2 separate regions of the Larimichthys crocea genome follow, and region 2 is linked to region 1. Evidence: chromatin contacts called from public Hi-C data. All regions are on one chromosome and are shown on one strand. The core of a region is the stretch at or near the end of the contact, and the rest is flanking DNA. Distances in the headings are between cores, read along the strand shown. Region 1 holds the start of LOC113745993 (nesprin-2). Region 2 holds the start of LOC113745994 (putative protein TPRXL).

Region 1 (2,700 bases), core at 173-2,672:
GTACACCTGTGGTACAAACACTAACAGTCCGGGCAGCGCAGACAGAGACGTCATTCCTGAACAATACCATGAACAAACATGGTGTTTGTTTGTGAACGCACCCAGAGGAGGCGTGGCAGAGGATCAGTCTGCTGTCAGACTAAAACATGTCTGAGTGTTGATCTGCTGTCGCTGGGTGGAGGGACGTTTCACCACCGCCACACATTCCTGCACCAGCAGCTGGTGTCAGAGTGACAGGAGGCAGCTGATGATGTTTGGTCCGACTCAAAGATGATCAATTACCAAATACACATCCATTCATCAGGAATCAAAGGCCCCGTTCACACCTGGTTATTTTCATGTGTACGGGGTGATCTGATCACCTGCAGGACCACGAGCCACTTATCACATGTGACTTCTGATTTACATATATGCAAATAACAAACAAACACATCGGTGCAAGCTGCAGAGACCAAACAGCACCGGGACGAACTTCAGGTTTAACATCTGATGAATTTACAAAAAGATCCAAATCATTCAGAATTTAAACTTTATTTTAAGACTGACAGATTTTCTGATGAAGTCTGATGATTCCCTGCAACCAACAAGTCGACTCCGATCATTACTGTTTACTGCGTTTGGAAAAATTCAACCATCAAGAAAATGTTTAAATGTCCAACAGCTGACAGACACAAACATGTAGAGCCTGGTACAGAGGAAGGTGGACATTTGGACATTTGGACATGGGGACTTATGGAGACTGACTCAGGTGGACGTTAGAGGAACTGCAGCATCAGAGGTCACCACATGTTTTAGACACACCGTCACCATGGCAACGGGAGAGAGGTGGAGACGCATGCGCACACACACACGCACGCACAGCACGCACAACAACACCTTTATAAACTCCTGAGGGCAGAGAGGACACTGGATACACACACACACACACACACACACACACACACACACACACAAACAGAAACTTTACGGAAAGTTTCGGTAACAAACAACAACTCAAACAAACCGGAGATAAGGTGCAAAAGACGTGAGCGTGACGTCATCACCGTCTCTGTGATGATCATTAACTCACCTGCTGCTGGATGACGTCATTTCAGGAAACGGGACGAAGGAAAACACGTCCAAAGAAAATCCACTTCCGGTGTCTCAGGTGAGGTTTTACCTGTGATGAGCGAGCTGACTAATGTTCAGTGTGCAGCGGAGAGAAAACGAGCCAGCGACTGGAAGAGCAGCACGAAACCTACCTGCAGCAGGTAGTTTACAAGCCACGCCCCCGCGGAACCTGCGCCTGCGCGCGCATACACACACACACCTGCAGCTGCTCACCTGTCTCAGCGTTCCTCCTCCTCCGGTGTGTCCTGGATCGCCTCAAACAAACACTCCGATAACTTTTATTTTGTTAGATCACTCCGCACAGGTGTGCAAAGGTGTGCTCGTGAAGGACAGGTAGAGGTGGATTTCAGAACGGGACGCGGCCCTGCTGGCCCCTCCTTGGCAGTCATCAAACCATAAACACATAAAAAGTTCACATGAGAGTCATAAACATCCAAATATTCTGTTTCATGCCTTTCAAAATAAAGTTACGGACAATAAAATACTACCAAAATAAAACAAGATGATAAAGAGTGAAAGTTAAACTAGGAACATTAATAAAATGTCTATATATCTCTACGTTTCCATCATAAAGTCTGTAAATCACCTCGGTGTAACGTTATTACATGAACCGTTCAGCAATCACAAACACATACAGGCCAATAAATATTTATAAATGTGTTGATACGGTGAAAGAAAAGTTGAATAACGTAAATATAAAAGTTATTTTAGGCCATTCTGAAAATGTGACGCATGTAAGAAGATTAAAACTGGATAAAAATAGAGATGCCAAATATAAAAACACAAAACCAACATAAGTGACATGTGTCAGCAAACCCTTTAGAGATTCGACTCTGGTGGGACTCGAACCCACAACCTTTGAATCACTTCTTCAGGTGTTTAACTAGAAGTCCAACGCGCTATCCATTGCGCCACAGAGCCTCACAGACAGAGAGACAGACAGACCCGTCTCTGTTGGTAAATGGACCTGGAGCGTTCATTTCAACTCGTACCAGCGCAGGACGAGTCTCTAAGACTCTCTAAGACTGGGAGACTCATCATGACTCTACATGTGAGCTGTGAAACCATGTCAATGTGCCCTGATGTCAAAGTGATGTGGCTCTGTGGCGCAATCGCAGACTCAAGTGGGACTCGAAATCACAACCTTTGAATAACTTCTTCCAGGTGTTTATAACTTTACTAGATTCAGGATCAGACAGTCTGATATGAGTTCTTACTTTATTTTTTTCCCCTGCCCCTCACCTGGATACCTTTAAAGATCAACTCTGGTGAGACTCAAACCCACAACCTTTGTATTTTATCAATCATGCTTTACTTGAAGTCCAACGCGCTATCCATTGCGCCACAGAGCCACACATCAGCTACTCTGTGCAGTACAGTGAGCTGAAGATTTTTATAACTATCTCTGTGGAGCCTATGAAGTCATCATGTCAGTTCTGTGCTACGTGGCTCTGTGGCACAATGGATAGCGCATTGGACTTCTAGTTAAACACAGGAAGAAGTGATTCAAAGGTTGTGAGTTTGAGTCCCACCAGAGTCGATCTTTAAACAGGAAAACAAAGCTGATGTCACACATCTGAAATGACACTT
Region 2 (2,700 bases), core at 33-2,532, 250 kb after region 1:
TTGGGGCTTTTATTGTGAAAATCTATATTAATTACCCGCTGCTCTGATTATTTCAGTTTAATTAGTTATAATTATCATTATGTCATTATCTAAGCGCTCTGTTTGTCTTGTCGTGGCCGGGCTGCAGCGCAGTTTGCCGGTCACACTGAGCGGAATGTGTCGGTACCTCGGTGCCGATGGGGAGCGGAGACATGTAACGTCCAGCGGCCGGTGAGTCCCTGCACAGCCCGCTGATCGGTCCTCTCTGTCGGCCTGTCTGTGGCGGTGTTCCTGCTGGATACCCGGCCGCTCCGGACGCATTGGATCAAACTCTCCCGGAGCTTTCAACAACTCCCCTCAGAACCAGCCTGCACTGCACGTCCACACGCTAGAACTCTAAAAGCCCAGTTTGACAGAATCCATCCGACATGTGTCCGCGTGTCTCCCGAGCAGCTGCGGGCGGAGGGTGGAGAGCGTCCCGGTCAGAGAAGACGTGATTCGGTGGTTTGGAGATGAGCTCCGGGCGGCGGAGAGGCGGCTCGACCCCGTCTGCTGCTGCAGGGAGGGAGGGACGGAGAGAGGGAGGTCCAAACACCATCAGAGGGAGAGAGAGAGCTCTGACAAACGGCCAGCTGTTTACAGCAGAACCGAACTCTCTCTAAGAATCGGACCGGCTCCAGGTCCCTGCAAGTGAAGGTGGACCGGGTCCCTGTAAACCAGCAGAGTCCTCCATGTGCAGTCACTGATGCTGGAGGAGACACGTTACATGTAATCTGATGGAAACTGGTGTAAAGACAGAGAGCACTGGTTCCCAAAGTGTGGGTCGGGACCCCCCGGCGGGTCGCAAGATGGTTTTCAGAAATCCAATAAAATGTAAAAACTTTTAAAATGACATATTTGAAATATTTGATAAAAGTAGTTCCACTGTGGATAAAAGCCTCCTGACTCCTGATGTGACCACAGATCAACATGAGGTGAACGGGTTCTGCTGGTTTTCATAGATCTAAACATGAACCAGGACCTTTAGGAGTCAGGACGGGCCCAGCTGGTCCAACATCCTCAGACCATGGAACAGCACCATGCAAAAGGTTCAATATGATCAAGGACAAACTGACTTTAAGAAGACCTGGGGACGGATTCTTTGTACGTAGGACGTGTGGACACTCTGTAGACATGTTGTATGTTGTGTCTGTGTATGAATAAACACAAACTCTAAAGATCATCTGACCAACACGTGACGAGCTCTGTCTGTCTCTGACTCAAACACAGAAATATGAATAAACACCTGAGCCAGGTGACATGAAGCACACCTGTCTGCCTCTCAGACTGTTTGTTCAGCTGTTAAACTATAAATGACTTTTATGAAATATTCAAATAAATGTTTCAGTATTTTACAGTTTTATGTGTTTTTAGCCAATCAGATGACTGCACATCCTGACATCATCGACTCTGACATCATCGACTCTGACATCATCGACTCTGACATCATCGACATCATCGACTTTGACATCATCGACTCTGACATCATCGACTCTGACATCATCGACATCATCGACTCTGACATCATCGACTCGGACATTAAAAGAACAACAGGAAGGAAGCTGGACTGAAAACTTCCTGTTCATGAACTGTTTCCACAGCGCTAGTTTAATGTCAGGACTGAACCTGTCTGAGTCTGAGACCGTTAAGACCACAAAAGACTCTTAAGATTTATCATTTTAGTCTTTATTTTGTTCAAGTCCCTGCAGACTGTCTAAAACCTGGACGTAGTCTCCGTGACGTCCCCACAGACTGTCTAAAACCTGGACATGGTCTCTGTGATGTCCCTGCAGACTGTCTAAAACCTGGACGTAGTCTCAGTGACGTCCCCGCAGACTGTCTAAAACCTGGACGTAGTCTCCGTGACGTCCCCGCAGACTGTCTAAAACCTGGACAGACTGTCTAAAACCTGGACGTAGTCTCCGTGACGTCCTTGCAGACTGTCTAAAACCTGGACGTAGTCTCAGAGACGTCTCCAAAGTGTTCAGACTTCCTTCCTCTGGTGTGTTTCAGCATTACCTGAATAAAGTTTTGGATTCTTCAGGTTTGTTGGAAACATTTGGCGTTTGTAGTTATTTACACACACACACACACACACACACACACACACACACACAAAGACACATTCTTGACCACATCTGTTCCTTCTATGCAACCAGTTTACCAGTCTGGACCAGTCGGAGCTTTATACTGGACAAACACAACCCGGGGTAAACACACACACACACACACACACACACACAGTGATGGAATGCATACACAAACAGAAGCAGATGAACACTAAAAAATATAGACACACACACACACTCGTGCACATGCACACACAGAGGGTAAACAGTGCTGTGAGCTGGCACCGGTCCTGACAGTGTTATTCCAAACTCAGACATTCCTCAACTCACTTTCCTCCCGACAATTACCCTCCAAACTGTGTGTGTGTGTTACTGTGTATGTGTGTGTGTGTGTGTATGTGTGTGTGCGTGTGTGTGTGTGTGTGCGTGTGTGTATCTGTGTGCGTGTGTGTATCTGTGTGTGTGTGTTTTTAGTGTGTCAGAACTCAAACAATAAACTAAAAATGGAGGACCAAAAACTCTCGTGTTCTACGAGTCTGGTGCCTTTGCAGAGTTCAACATCTTCATATAAACATGTCAATGGCATTATTATTCTCTACTCTAACAATGACAC

The links. A called contact is a pair of places that touch in the nucleus more often than the background predicts.
Region 2: a Hi-C map of muscle shows a contact between it and region 1, with 14 times the contacts expected there. The contact joins the promoter of LOC113745994 here to the promoter of LOC113745993 in region 1. A contact is called at or near these places in 4 of 7 Hi-C or Micro-C datasets (all in muscle).

What each region holds. Positions count from the first base shown.
Region 1 is chrVII:28,445,210-28,447,909 of L_crocea_2.0, forward strand. It overlaps LOC113745993 (nesprin-2), which reads right to left and starts at 1,423. Exons shown (of 13, transcript XM_027280024.1): 1 at 1,324-1,423. trnar-ucu (transfer RNA arginine (anticodon UCU)) reads right to left here and starts at 2,031; the gene lies at 1,939-2,031.
Region 2 is chrVII:28,690,516-28,693,215 of L_crocea_2.0, forward strand. LOC113745994 (putative protein TPRXL) reads right to left here and starts at 1,283. Exons shown (of 3, transcript XM_027280028.1): 1 at 167-1,283.